Regions from separate parts of the Mus musculus genome. Here all the other regions are linked to region 3. A link is a contact called in public Hi-C and HiChIP or PLAC-seq data. All regions are on one chromosome and are shown on one strand. Each heading gives the region's core, a stretch centred on a gene start, on an enhancer-like site or on the middle of the called end of the contact. The rest is flanking DNA. Distances are from core to core; before and after follow the strand shown. Region 1 has its middle 39 kb from the start of 1700013N06Rik. Region 2 has its middle 38 kb from the start of Gm52000. Region 3 holds the start of Bcl11b (B cell leukemia/lymphoma 11B). Region 4 holds the start of 1700121N20Rik (RIKEN cDNA 1700121N20 gene). Region 5 overlaps 4933406K04Rik (RIKEN cDNA 4933406K04 gene).

Region 1 (2,700 bases), core at 87-2,586, 1.1 Mb before region 3:
GGCCTGAGTCCAGTTCCCAGAACCTATACAATGGCTCATAACTACCCATAACTCCAGCGTATACAATACTCTCTTCTGATCTACTCAGGTACCAAGCATGCACACGGCACACAGACGTGCGTGCAGGCAAAACATCCGTGCACATAGAATAAATAAATCTGCCTACTCTCTTTCTGTTTTTCTGTGAAGCAAGAAATATGCCCAAGTCATTGTCTTCTTTTCTATGTGGGATGGGGCTGGGTCAATCCCTACAGGGCTGAAAAGAACCGAAGAATTTCTCTGAAGCACGCAACCCATCACAGCTATGTTCTGTAAGTACCGACTTCTTCCTATTCCTCCATCACACACACAGACTCACAGGAATGGGTAGAAAGAGGCTGGCGGGTAGACAAGTGCCCTGCCCTCAGCCCCAGGGCAAGCATCAAGCTTGGCATAAACTAGTGCTGTTGAGACAGGCCATGCCAGTTCCTCCTGGCCTGCTCTGGCTGCTAGAATATTCTGCAGAGTAAAGGGTGGTACATTGCCCAGAATTGTAAGAACCTGCCACTGCCAATGCCAGGGACAGAACCCAGATCTCAGAACCAGGGCTCTGTGCTTCTCCTGAGTCCTGTCTGCTCATCTATGCTGCCTTTCCTATCTGACTTTGCTCTTTGTGCCTAGTAGAAGGTAGGAGATTGGCTCCTGGTAACCCAGAGCACAAAAGCCATGGTGTGATGGTGGTGGTGGGTCTCTGCTCCTCTGTGAGACAGTGTCACCGGGATTGCTCATCAATTAGTGAGAGCCACATGAACTTGCTCTCCTTCGCAGTCAGCAGCCCTGCTCACCTGTCTGTGTGGGTTTTCAGTGGGTGGTGATTCATCTCAGGGCTCAGTGAGGACAGAGCCGCCAAGTGCCTCGAGATAGGGCAAGGCCCATAATGAGCCACACCCACTCTGCTGAGGGATAAACAAGAGCGTTTGCCAAGAGACTCTGTCCTCCCATGAACAACTGACCTTGTATTCCTCAGGTCTTTTATCCTCTGAAAAGGCAGAGGAGAGGACCCACTAGACTTGGGGTCTAGGAGTTACAGCCAAGCCCCTCCCCACTTGTCCTGTGTACCCTCTGAACTCAAGTGGTTCAACTGTTCTCTGAGATAACCGGCTAGCGATGTGGTGCTCTATGTAGATATATATGTATTTGTAGCTACATGTAGACTTTGCAAAGCCCCAGTAAGCTTGGCCTGAGTACTTTGGAACAGTCTCACATTGCTTTTGCAGAGACTCGTAGGAGACGGGGGCATTCGGGTCTCTGCCTTTGCTCATAGGGACCTGGCTCTCCTGCCAAGGATAACGATGCGATTAATGTGCAGTGGGTTCCTGCAGTGAGTCACACCATATCTAAGCACTTCACCTACCATCTTACTTAATCCCCCACCAAGGGAGAGGCGGATGCAATGGCTGTTGGCCATCTACAGATGAGGTCGCTGTAGTTCAAACTGTCCAAGCCCATATTCCAGCAAACCTAAAAACCAGTGCTGTGAGAATTCCAGGACCATTGATGGCCACTGCTTCCTCCAGGATTTGTTTTCATTAGAGCACTGGACTCTGAGGTCAGCTTGAGATTCGTATGTCCTTTCTTCTGCTCAGCTGGGTTCTTAGTGTAAGATCTCTTAAGCTCACAGCTCCACAGTTCACAGCCCCCTCCATGCACTGATCCAGACTCCCTACCAGACAGCAAAACCCAGCAAACCTGAAAGACTGGGTAGGTACAGCTCCTGGTGTTGGAGGCCAGCAGCTACACACAGGAGCTGTTCCAAATGAAAGTCTCCTCTGGTTCCCTAAGAGGACCACAAAGAAAAGAGAAGATCAGAGTGGAGGCTTGGGGAAGGAAACATTTTGTAACCACCAATACAAGCATGGGCTCTCAGGCCTTATGAGAGACCCCACAGCGCCTGGGAGTGCCTGTCCTGGTTCTAGAGTGTGACGGACATCACTGGGGAAGCAGTGGGGACAAGCACTGAGTGCTCTTGTGCCTTATCCAGACAGCAGCTTGACCAAGGTGCATCTGACAAACAACCTTTGTTTTAGGCTGAATTAATTATTTTTTAAAAATCGAGTTAACCACTGTCCTCATGTCCTGGCAGGTGCCAGGAACCTCAAGTTCTGCAAGCTGCAGAGAGTGGCCTCTCTACTTGAGGACAATGAAGACTAGAGGACTGGGGACACTGTTCTTAGTGTCATTTTGTGCTTTTGAGTCACAGTGATCCTTTTCCACACTAGAAAGGAAGGACTAGATTAACATACTGGGGGCAGAATGTAGAATCAGGTTGCTTCCAAGAGGGCTTTAGAGTCACAGACCCCGTGGCAGTCAGGCAGGTACAGAGAGAAGGGGGATGGCTTTAAAGGGTCATCTTCCACATAACTCCGACTCTCCTGCAAAAATCACTTAAACTCACCTTAGTTCCCTGATCCATCAGGTTTATTTTGCCATTCTTGAATTATATGTGTACTCAACGGAAAAATATATTCGAAGTGTCTGATGTAGTCTGAAACACAAGCTAATCGTACCAGCAAGTCCACAGAATTCAAATACAGCCACAGAATTTTCTCAGAAGGAGACTTTTGGGTCTACATGAACGCATCCTGGTGCAGAAGGAGACTAGAGGTCACGAGAAGGGATCTTGTTTGTCAACCCGGAAAGGACGATGTTAATTCAACCTTG
Region 2 (2,700 bases), core at 91-2,590, 1.2 Mb before region 3:
ATGAACTCTGTCTGGCCCTGTTACAGTCTCTAACTTTGGGTCACACACATTCATTTCGTCATGAATGGCCCAAGGGCAGTGTTTATATTAAACCACGAGCAAGCATGACTTTAATGGCTGAGGCCCTATAAGTAGGTGGGTAAGTAGAAGGGACAGAAGGGCCTTTGTTTGTTCTGGTTCATTAACCCATGTGTTTCCCACTTGAATGGAGAGGAAGCAACCAAGAAATGTTATTATTTCAAAGTTGGAGCCCTAGAGATTGGAGGACGGGCAAAAGTTAGAAGAGTGGGTTGATTCTGAGGGACCAGGTGGCAAGGATGTGAGTGGTAGAGCCCAGGGTGATGCTGTAGGAGAAATATCCATGATCAAGCATATAATGGAGGTTCCAATGCTTCTGCCTGCTCATGGAGCAAGATGTGTCAGCATCCCCTCTCGTGTGCGGAAACCTTATTAGACCTGTTAGAAATTCCTGTGGTCTTGTAATTCTCCCCTAATGAAGATGATAATTAGGACCCTTCTACCCATTGCATGGAGTGAAGGTATGGATGCAGAACCCAGTCCCTAATGTTTTATTTTAAATAAAAAACAAGTTCTTTGTACGTTATTCCTACAAAGAGCAAGGGTGAAGGTTTTTCTTCTCCCCGCTATCAAAACACCAGTTAAATGATACTTTGATAATTTTCTCAATGTGTCAGCTGCCAACAGCACTTTAAATAATAAGAATTGGATCCCTCCTAACTAGGGCAGCAATTTTATTGAAAAAAAGAATGCTGGAGGCCCCTGTGCTCAGGATCTTAGGAAGGAAACCACAGACTGGAGGTGGGGTTTCCATTGCTGACACCTGTTGGGACTTGCCCTGGTGGTGTTTGTCTTCTGATGCTAATTCTCCTTCCCCAAGAGGGACTGCCCTCTTGCGGAAGTGGGATCATGTACTCTGGTGATTTCCTGTGAACTTTCTTCCCATTCTAACTGGTCGAATAAAGGCTAGAGCCTGTGATTGGGCAGTGGAAGGGAAAGGTAGGGCTGGAGGGTTTAGAGAGGGAGAGAGAGGAAGGAGGAGAGACAGAGGAAGAGACAGAGGAAGATGAAGCAGAGTCATGTGGCCTAGAGAAGCTGCAAGTAGCATGGAATCTCATAGCTGGGGAGTAGAGTAGTGTAGTGGTAAATCTGCCCAATCTAGGCATGTAGTTTATAACTGAGTTGTGTGTTCATTGCACGGGCTCATTGGGGTTGAAGATTTATTGCAACAGAAACCAACAGACACACATTCACCTTGACTCTCCCAAGAGCTAGGCCACCCTGCTGGCCTAAGAAGTGGTGAGGGAGGCACTCAGGAAGTCACTAGGTGTGTTCCCATGCGGCTCTGTATTGGAGTGTCTCCGGATCTTGTGTGATCAGGTGAAGGATTGCCTTTGAAGACAAGGCTCCTTCTAGGGTGTGCAAGAGTGGGCAGGAGAGCTGGTGCGGGCAGAGCAGTCACTCTCTTCAGTCACCATGGGGGAGGGGGAGTCGAGGAGATCTAGCATTAGGGTGCGGAGAGGGCCACAGAATTTTGTCATAAATGGTTTGATCATGTAGAGCTGCCAGTCAGGCTCAGCTGTTTCTCTTCTGAGACAGGATCTCTGCAGGCTGGACAGGAACTTGCTGTGGAGACCAGGCTGGCCTCGAACTCACTGAGATCCCCTGTTTCTGCTACCCAAGAGCCAGGAGTAAAAACATGAGCTACCATACCTAGATAATCAATCCTTTTTTTTCTTTAAAGTCACTGAACTACTCATTGAAATCACTTACTTCAGGCCAGATTCTACTTTCCTTCTTCTTTACTCAAAACTCCCATCCCAGTGTGAGGAATCCTCGGCCCACTGTCCTCCCTGCAGGCAGTCTGGAACATACAGGTAGTGACTAGCTTTCAGAATCACTCCATTTTCCACTGGGACATGCCGAGCTTAGGAACTAGACTTTGAGATACATGTATCTCCTGGGTGCAAAGTGGTGTCTTGTGATTTTAGCTGCATATATATACATATACATAGACACAGACACAGACACAGACACAGACACAGACACAGACACAGACACAGACACACACACACACACACACACACACACACACATACACATATACATCATATACATCTACATCTACATATTCATTTGAGGTTTATTTATATTTTTTACATTCATTTTGCAGAGTTTGCAATGGACAAGTCTTCACTGTAAATTAAAAAGCCAAAACCCAAGCTAAAACCCATCTCTGAAGCCCATCATTGCCCAAGGTCCCTTCCGTAAGCCCATAGCCCATCTTTCTGCAGAATCGCCTTCCCTGCCTCCGACGGGAGCCCAGACTACGCAGATCTCCTTCCCTCCTTAGCTCTGGTCTGTTCTGGAGTTTGGTATGAATCAGGTAAATGCACACTCCACGTTGAACATGGCTGTTCTCCGTGTGTCCGCCTGTCCATATGTCCGTCCATCCACTGTCACCTTTATTGCCCAGAATGCTTCACTGCACCATGATTTTGCCATCAGTTTTCTTGTCTATTTAAAATTTCCATGCAACATGTTTTGATCATATTCTTTCCCCTCCCAAATCTCTCACAGATCCTCCTTCATTTTTCTGTGATGGACGTTGGGTTGTTTAGCTCCAGGCTCCTAAGAATAAAGTCACCACTGGCATTTCTGTGTGAGTTTGTCTGAGAGAAT
Region 3 (2,700 bases), core at 160-2,659:
AAAAAACCCGCGGGGGAGAGACTCGCGCAGGCTGCGGCCGGGGCTTCCCAGAGCTCTGCAAGCCGACCTCGCCGGTGGCAGCGCGGGTACCCGGCTGGCTCTGGGAGAACTGTGTACCTGCGCGGCTCGCGCTGGCGTTTTCTTTTCTAAATGAACCCAGCTGGGGCGGTGGAAGCTGCTGAGAGTCTGCCCTGCTGCCTGACTTTGCAAGCCCCTCCACTTGCTTGAAATCCGGCGGATTTGCACCGCGACCTGCCTTGTTTATTTAGATGGGAAGATGAAAGATACAGAGATAGAAAGATGGATAAGAGGATGATAGGTATTTTCTCCCCTTCCTTTTTCTTTCTCTTCATTTTTACTGTTATAAGAGCATCCCTTTTTTTTCCCCACTCATGACTTTTTTGTTAACTCGTGGCGGGGATTTTTTTTTCACCAACCCAAAACCTCCCCCCCACACCTTTTTTTTTTTTTTGAGTTGGGGGGGGAAAGAAGACAAGACCGTCCCAGGAGACGGAGGTGGGGAAATGAGGAGGGGGTGCTCCAGCACAGCAAACAGCTGCGCAGCTGGATTCTTTTGCAAATAGCGAGAGGAGGGGAGGGGACGGCGGCTTCGGAATCCTAGCAGCGGCGCGGTCGGCGCCCAGCCTGGCGGGGCGCAGCGACCGGGAACCCGAAGCCCGCGGCCATCCCTTTCCCCTGCGGGTCCCTGGGTCCAGGGCGCTCTCGGGGCTCCGTCCGCCCGCTCCTCCGAGCGCGGACCCACGCGCTCGCCAACTTTTCCCGGCTCCCCCTCCCCCTCCACTCCTCGGCCCCCTCCCCCTCCTCTCCAAACCCCGCCACCAGCGCCGCCGCCGCCACACACGCCGCTTGGAGGGCCGAGCGTCCGGCCGGGCTCGGCGCGCACAGCCGCCTGCAAGCCCGCGCGCCCCCTCCCCGGCCCGGAGCCCGCGGCGGCTGCCCCCGGCTGCAGAGAAACTTTCCCAGAACCCCACGCTCGGCCGCTGCTCCCGGGTTGGTGTCCCCAGCCCCGGGCGCCCGGAGCCCCAGCCGCCGGCCCTTCGCGCGTGCGGCAGACACTTACGCGTGATGAGTTCCCTCTGGGACAAGTGCTGCGGGTTGCCCTGTTTGCGGCGGGACATTGCCCCGGCATCTATTCTGGCATCGCCCGGAAAGCTGCACAGATGCGGGCCGGGGAGGGGGTCTGAGCCGCCGCCGCCGCCGCGCCTCCTCCTCCGCCCGGGTTGGTGCCTCTGCCCTTCCTCTCTTCCTCTTCCTCCTCCTCTTCTTCTTCTTCGTCTTTATTTTGCTCTTTCTTCTGGGCTGTGTTTTTGTTTTTGTTTTTGCAAAAAGAAAGAAGAAAAAGCCAGGAAGATGGCTTGCTCTAAAATAGAGAAAAGGCTAAAATAAATTATAAAACTGCTGTTGCTCGCCGCTGGCTGGCCGGTTTCTTTAAAAATATATTCTTTTGGAGGAAAAATATCTCTCACACTTCTTCAAAGTGCTTGGCCTCTTAGACTTGTAAATGTCTTCTTGAAGTTACGCCGGGTTTTGCACCGGCCTCTGACACTTTTCTTTCGGGGTCTGGTAGGTGGAACGCGCACTTCCACCCAAGGGGAGGGGGGAGGAAAAAATGCAAACAAATTTCAAAAAAGCCAAAAAAAAAAAAAAGGCAAAGAAAACTTGGGGACTTGTCTCGTACCCCCTCACCCCGCCCCCTCAAAAACCCAAAAGCAATGAAAAGCTGCCTTGGTTCGGCTCTTTCTGGGTTTTCTGCGCGCTGCCTGCTTTTTTTCTTTCTCGGAGGCTGACCCCTCCGAGGCTCTGGGGGACTCCGGGAGCGGCTCCTTCCCGGGTCACCTGGCAGGCTGGCGCCGGCCGGAGGGGCTGCGGGTCCCCGCGTGCGCTCCCCAGCGCTGCCCGGCGCCGCGGGCCCAGGGGGAGCGGGGCTGCGGGGCGGCTCGCCCAGTGCGCCCGGGTCGGTGCGGGCGTGGACGGGAGCTATAGATTGCAACGTGAAGATGGCGGAGTCCGGGTTCTCCGGGAGCTCTCGGTCTCTCTGTGGCTGGGGCTGCCTCTGTACAATGGGATAAAATTCAAGTTCAAGTGCGGACGTGACGTTTAATCTGCTCTAGAGACAAAAAGACCCAGAGAGTCGGAGCACTGGGGGCGACTAGCGGTGGCTTTTTAACATTGTACCCTGTAAGAGAACAAGAAAGCACACACCGAGACACGCGCGCGCGCACTCACACACACTCGCCAGTGCGCACACCCGCAACCCAGGCCGGCCGGCCACACGTGCAAACTACTGTTTTTGTAAGCTGGTCTTATCACCGAGCACCGGTAGCGCAAAAGAGGGTGGGGGGGGATAAATAAAATAAAATCTTGTCCCCACTCACTCTTCCTCCCCCGGGAGCCGGACTCCCTGAGAAAGGGGGCGGAGTGCTGTGTGAGTAACTGAGGTACACTGAGTCCAAGCAAGTCCAAACCCACCCACTCGAGAAAGAGGGCTGGAAACCACGGGCTGGGGGAGACTGAGGCGACAGATAAAATTGTTTTCCTTCACTCTCTAGAAAAGTAGTTACAGTTGGTTTTACTTATTTGGAGAGGGGAGCATTTTGTAGAAACTTCCAAAAAAGTGTCTCCATATAAACCGTTGGGGGTTGGTCGTCTCAAACAACAAAATTAATGATACTGAGGGGC
Region 4 (2,700 bases), core at 173-2,672, 1.6 Mb before region 3:
GTCTGGGACCAGAGGCAAGAAGTCTAACTACAGTAGGTAATCTCTACTGTCAACGTGACGGTACTTAAAAGCACCTAGAAAGTTGATAAGGTACACCCAGGTGTGTCTCAGTCTATTTTCAAAGAGGAGGAACTGAGGAGGAAAACCCCACCCAGAGCGTGGGTGTCACTATCCTGTGTGCTGGGGGGTGCGGATGGACTAATGGTGTGGCGAGGAAACCCACTGGATTCTGACGTTACCTCTTCTTGGCTTGCTGACCACCACGAAGTCATTGTCCACTGAAGGCTGCCATCCCATGATGCTCTGCATCATAGCCTGCCCTGCAACGCAGAGTCAAGTGGCCCCGCTGAAACTGAGCTCAAATTATTGATTACTATGATAAGCCGCTTCTGCCATTTACGAGATCACACCAACAAGAAAACAAATGTACTGCTAGAGGCAGGCTTGCAGAGGTTAGACCATGCTGCTCAGAAGAAGAGAGCCGGCCATCTTGCCAGATAGAGGACTAGTCACAGGGAGCAGCTGTAGAGAGGAAACTGTTTTCTGGCTGAGAAATGCATTTTCTGCCTCCAATTCTGCAATCCCACTCCTCGGGTTGTTGTCCTGTAGCTAAGCCCCACAACACAAGTGGTCGCACAACCTCTCAAGCCAGTACCACCCGCCGGGAACTAAGTATTCAAGCACTTTTGACTGTGGAGATTTCGTATTTGAATCTGAGCCGTCAGGTGGGTGCACGGAGCCCCATGGGTGCAAGGGGTGGGGGTATAGAGGGGGTGACAGGCTGGGGAAGGTGTCTCTGGTGTCCCACTTGCTCAGTCCGTTCCCACAGCCCTCCCCAGCTCTGTGTTTTTCTTGAGCGGAAACCTGTTTCCCCGCGGCAGCCCACCCCCACCCCCCATGGCCTTTGCCATTCTGATGATAATAGGTTTGTATCTGCAGCTGAATCAGCCTGTGCCTGTCCAGCCATCTTTAGCTCAAATTAATCACAGCTTTTTAACTCAAAACAGTACAACTCTGATCCCAGACAATTAAGTCTGCGCTGTTTAGACAAAGAGACTAATATAACTCTGAAAAGCCTAACCTTTGGCCGCAGCGATGTCTGGAGATAATGAGCTCCGTTTCAGTGGGTTGGCTTTGTGGAGAGGTATGTTGTGGAAGGAGGCGTCTATTTGCAGATTCTGCATCGGCGGGAGATGTACACCAGGGCCCACAGGCTCTGGTCCTGCGCGTGCAAGTGTGAGCGAAGGAGGGTGGGGTCCTGGGAGCCTAGCTCAGGCTGGAGGGTTTGAAGATGTAGATCCTTTCCTCCCTTGCAAAATCCAGCTGACTCTGATGAAGGGATGAGCATACAGCGCTGCTCCACACAAGACCTTTTTCATCTTTATGGGCGTTTGTGTCAGTTACTTCCTGTTGCTGTGATAAAACACAGCTGACTGAAAAGCAGCTTCTAGAAGGAAGGGTTTATTTGGGCTTATGGTACCGGAGGGAGAAGATTCCATCATGATGATGACACAATGGCAACAGGTGGCAGGCACGGTGACAAAGCTCGGTGGCCGGCATGGTTGCGGGAGCAGGAAGCTGAGAGCCCACATCCTAACCATGAGCGCGAAGCAGAGGGTGTGAACTGGAAGTGTGTAAGGCTTTGAATCTCTCAGCCCACTCGCCTTCTCTGACAGACTTCTTCTGACAAAGACACACCACCTAAACTCCTCCAAACCATGCCACCAACCAACAACCAAGTTTTTAAATGCCCCCAAGATGATGGGGGACAGTTCTCACTCAAATCACCGCAAAGCTAAAGGATGACTGCATAGATTTTAGGATGGGCGTGATTGGCATGGTGGCCCTGACAGTGAAACTGGAGTCTCCTGCAGTTTTGATTGAGTTTGACTGTGCTCCCCACTCCCAGCCCCTTCCCCACCCTCAGTGTTTCAGGTTTTAGAAACCTGGTTCTCCATATAGAAATTTATTGGACCTTTAGAGATAGGGCTAGTGGTAAGCCCTCACTGGGACCCGATTTTTCTGTCTTGTTATTTGTTTTCTCTCATTATGCCATTGGCCATGCTGTAATGGATAATAAGAGGGGCCTAGACAAGCTCCTACATGTGGTTTATGGCTTTAGATTCTAAACCTCTAAGCAAGGTAAATCTCTTTCCAAATTACCTAGCCTTGGGTGTTCTATGGTAGTAGCAGAAACAAAGCACCATGTGGTGGGCTGGGCCTTGGTTTGATGATTGAGTTCTGTGGATGGCCACAGTGATGCCGTGGGAGCGAGAGTCACGTGGGTGTGCTTGTTCCCAAGGATGTCTGAGAGGCCACACCCTGAAAAATCATCAGCAAAGGGGCTTTAGCCAAAGCTACCGAGATCCAACAAGAAAGCTGAGCTTAGTCTTGCAAAATGCAGGCAGTTTCTCCTGAAGAAAGATGTCGGAAAGGAAGTCCAGGCAGGAAGGGACATTGCAGGCAAAGGTATGAGTCAGAAGGCCGGGTGGAAAATCACCAGCCTTGCCTCAGAGCTGGAACACAGAATCTGAGGCCTTCTGTGGGCAGGGATGACACACACAGGGCCACTACATGGAAAGCTGTCCTCTCTAAAGTGCCCGGAGAGCAACTTCCAGACCAGTGTGGAAACGTTAAAGGTGTGTGGGCAGAGCATTAGATCAGTACAGCTTCTGGAACATCCCGTTGGTATCTCACCAG
Region 5 (2,700 bases), core at 17-2,516, 1.3 Mb before region 3:
TCTGCCATCCTTCCTGTTCAGTTGAGAGTTCTCTTCTGGTGAAATTTCAAAGAGACCATTTTAATCCAGGTCTTCAAATACCTCTTCAACACTCCTGCTCTTGGAGTCCCTTGCCAAATACCAGGGTACCACCTGCCCTCCCCTTACCTGGAGTAAGGAGCCAAGAAGTATGAGGTCATGAGGAGCCCTCACCAGTTAGATTTAGAATCCAGCATAAGCTGCCTTTGGCCACACACCATGACTTACGCCTGTCTCTTTTAGTGAAATGTATCCAGACCAAAATCTTCCTTAGTGTATGTAAAAGCGTAGCACATTTTCAAACTAAACAATCTACTAGCTCTACAGCATTTAGAAGTTAAAAAAAATTCTTTATGATTTAAAATAATTTTTTAAAAAATGAATCGATTGTTCCATGCATGTTATTAACAAATGGTTCCTGGAAAAAGTTTCCTTTCTTCCCCCTTCACATTTTCAAATTTGTAGAGATTTAAAAACAAGACCCTCTGGTACAGAGAAAGTACTCTGCATGAAGGCCCCTCAGGCTTCTTACAGGAGGGCAAAATGATAAAATTTTCTATGGAGGGCAATTTGCCAGTGTGTGTTGGGAACATTAAATACATCGGTACCCTTTGACCTAGTAATTCTATTTCCAGGAATCCATTCTACTCAAGTAATCCAACATAGATAGCTACTTGTACGAATTGGTTTATTTAAGCACGACCTACAGTCAGGAAGAGGGGGGACAAAAAGGAGGTTATAAAATGCCCGAAAGAGGTGAACAATTAGGCAAAATATCAGAGATCAGTATTAGGCTACGATTACAAAGAAATATTAATGAAATGGGGGGAACTGGATCTTGAGAGTTGGGGTCCAAACACAGACTTCAACAGTCTCAGGAGAGTGTGAACCTAACCCCATAAAATATATGTGCATAGACGACGAGGCCGCGCCATTCCTGCGTTTTCATTATTGATTATCGTCTCAGCTTAGATGACAGGCCCGTTTCTTCTTTGTTCTACTTTCTCTCTGCCATTAACATAAAAATTCAAAACATTCCTAATAATAATCGAAAAGTTGAGGCCGTTTCCAGAGAAGTGAGTCTAGCAAGAAAGATGCAACAAAGAGAGTTGGGCTAAGTTCACATTTTTTTTTTTTTCTGAACCAACTTGTGCTTCTAAATTAAAATCCTGCCTCTCCACACACTGGGTTCCTGGAAGCTGACCAAAATCTGCTCAGTAATATTAATTCTACTTAAAAAAAGCGGAGGGAGCATATTGAATCGCATTTGCGTATGGTCTGGGTGCTTGGGAGAAATCAGTTGGTAAGTACTAAAGTGATGTCTGAATGTTTCTATTTGCATTTTGAAAATTGACAGATAATTGAAAGGAATTGGCATGGAAATCTCTCAGAGGAAGCCTGCCTACAGAGGCATCCTGGTGCCCAGAGTTTTGTTGCAGAATGTTCTAGAACTGCATACTTCTTTAGTTGGGGTGGCTTCTCTGTTTACTTGGGAGAGACTCTGAAGAGCTCTGTCCTGCTAGAAAACACCTGAAGGTCCTCCTCCCCTGTATTCAACAGTCAAAGCTGCTTCATTTTCTTCAGTTACGTTTTCTGAGAAATCACTGAGTTCTACACACAGAAAGAAAGAAAGAAAGAAAGAAAGAAAGAAAGAAAGAAAGAAAGAAAGAGAGAGAAGATGAAAAGAAAAAAGTCACCGGAAACAGCAATCGTCTTGGTGTCTTTCAAAGTCCACAGAGATACTTCAGAGAACAGTCTTGGTTGACATTATTTCTTAATTAATTTATTAGCTTTTTAATTAGAAATGGTAGCCATAGCTTCCCAGGAAGCGAATTCCCACAATGCCTATTTTGAAGTAGTCAGGAGGATTAAACAGTATTTTAAAGGTTGCAGGCGTGCCCGAGCTATGCATGCTAATATAGTTCTAAAAACAGAAATTATATAGAAACATGAAAAAGAAAAAAAATTGAAAAGGAATAAACATACTTTGTGGAGAGAGGGAGAAATGAAGGAAGGGAGTGACGGATGGGAGACAGAGGACCAGAGGGCGAGCAACAAAAGCCATTGAGGGGTTGGAGATCAGACCCCTTCCTGCAACTTCAAGCCGCGAACCTTCCCTGGGGGCAGGGCTCCGAGCCCTGGGAAGCCTCTCTGAGAACGTTGGTGGCCTGTTTCTGTGTGAGCATCCTGATTTCCACAAAATGTATTTATTTAACAAATGTCACCCCAAACAGGTTGGCAGCAGATGAGGTTTATTTAATGGCACTAAAACAGGTGAGACATGCCTTATATTTTCTGGGTCTGTTTATGCTTCTATAAAGGGTATAAAGGGGGGGGGGAGCTAGTTACAGCTCCTTACACACCCAGACTGAGCTGAGGTGTGTTTAAAACACACACACACACACACACACACACACACACACACACACACACACTTTGCTTGGTAGCCTGTTTAGAAAACACACATCTTTTGTATTTTTCCCCCCAAAGCAATGCACACCGTTTTTTATTTTACTTTTTCCACGCCGAGGGCAGGATCATGGAAACTGGACAGTCTCGGTTTATTTCAGTGCCCACCTGCCTTCTCTTTGGAATGGGTCTGCTTCAAGCTTTGCCATTTCCATTCTACATCAGTGATAAGTGCCTTTACGTCTATATCCCCTCCTTGCTTTAGCTGTATTG

The links. A called contact is a pair of places that touch in the nucleus more often than the background predicts. HiChIP or PLAC-seq counts read pairs in DNA pulled down with a chosen protein or histone mark.
Region 1: a Hi-C map of epidermal suprabasal cells shows a contact between it and region 3, with 4 times the contacts expected there. The contact joins the enhancer-like site here to the promoter of Bcl11b in region 3. A contact is called at or near these places in 9 of 39 promoter capture datasets (the 3T3-L1 cell line, embryonic stem cells, frontonasal cranial neural crest and 4 more), 3 of 484 Hi-C or Micro-C datasets (cerebellum, epidermal suprabasal cells and olfactory sensory neurons) and 6 of 115 datasets of contacts at active chromatin or transcription factors (the SCID.adh cell line, T-cell acute lymphoblastic leukemia, embryonic forebrain and 3 more).
Region 2: a contact with region 3 is called in an H3K27ac HiChIP or PLAC-seq map of T-cell acute lymphoblastic leukemia, with 17 times the contacts expected there. The contact joins the enhancer-like site here to the promoter of Bcl11b in region 3. A contact is called at or near these places in 2 of 39 promoter capture datasets (both in embryonic stem cells), 5 of 115 datasets of contacts at active chromatin or transcription factors (T-cell acute lymphoblastic leukemia, embryonic midbrain, forebrain and 2 more) and 1 of 9 other capture datasets (embryonic stem cells).
Region 4: a contact with region 3 is called in an H3K4me3 HiChIP or PLAC-seq map of stem cell-derived neural progenitor cells, with 12 times the contacts expected there. The contact joins the promoter of 1700121N20Rik here to the promoter of Bcl11b in region 3. A contact is called at or near these places in 4 of 39 promoter capture datasets (the 3T3-L1 cell line, embryonic stem cells, hippocampal neurons and 1 more), 2 of 484 Hi-C or Micro-C datasets (both in embryonic stem cells), 4 of 115 datasets of contacts at active chromatin or transcription factors (T-cell acute lymphoblastic leukemia, embryonic midbrain, embryonic stem cells and 1 more) and 1 of 9 other capture datasets (embryonic stem cells).
Region 5: a contact with region 3 is called in a Hi-C map of ventral hippocampal neurons, with 2.2 times the contacts expected there. The contact joins the enhancer-like site here to the promoter of Bcl11b in region 3. A contact is called at or near these places in 7 of 39 promoter capture datasets (the 3T3-L1 cell line, embryonic stem cells, hippocampal neurons and 2 more), 3 of 484 Hi-C or Micro-C datasets (embryonic stem cells, palatal mesenchyme and ventral hippocampal neurons) and 8 of 115 datasets of contacts at active chromatin or transcription factors (T-cell acute lymphoblastic leukemia, double positive thymocytes, embryonic forebrain and 5 more).

What each region holds. Positions count from the first base shown.
Region 1 is chr12:106,903,480-106,906,179 of GRCm38.p6, forward strand. No RefSeq gene overlaps it. Among named protein-coding and RNA genes, the nearest start is that of 1700013N06Rik, 39 kb to the left of the region's middle. Within about 2 kb of position 1,337, at least 11 of the 459 cell types and tissues checked have an H3K27ac peak or open chromatin away from gene starts, as enhancers often do. A contact at or near this core is called in epidermal suprabasal cells, where this site is marked.
Region 2 is chr12:106,773,656-106,776,355 of GRCm38.p6, forward strand. No RefSeq gene overlaps it. Among named protein-coding and RNA genes, the nearest start is that of Gm52000, 38 kb to the right of the region's middle. Within about 2 kb of position 1,341, at least 4 of the 459 cell types and tissues checked have an H3K27ac peak or open chromatin away from gene starts, as enhancers often do. A contact at or near this core is called in T-cell acute lymphoblastic leukemia, where this site is marked.
Region 3 is chr12:108,002,005-108,004,704 of GRCm38.p6, forward strand. Bcl11b (B cell leukemia/lymphoma 11B) reads right to left here and starts at 1,410. Exons shown (of 4, transcript NM_001079883.1): 1 at 1,082-1,410. The coding sequence starts at 1,139.
Region 4 is chr12:106,446,244-106,448,943 of GRCm38.p6, forward strand. 1700121N20Rik (RIKEN cDNA 1700121N20 gene) reads right to left here and starts at 1,423. Exons shown (of 4, transcript NR_036593.1): 1 at 1,082-1,423; 2 at 240-320.
Region 5 is chr12:106,684,920-106,687,619 of GRCm38.p6, forward strand. 4933406K04Rik (RIKEN cDNA 4933406K04 gene) reads right to left here. Exons shown (of 8, transcript NR_015512.2): 8 at 688-1,100. Among named protein-coding and RNA genes, the nearest start is that of 4933406K04Rik, 30 kb to the right of the region's middle. Within about 2 kb of position 1,267, at least 8 of the 459 cell types and tissues checked have an H3K27ac peak or open chromatin away from gene starts, as enhancers often do. A contact at or near this core is called in forebrain and ventral hippocampal neurons, where this site is marked.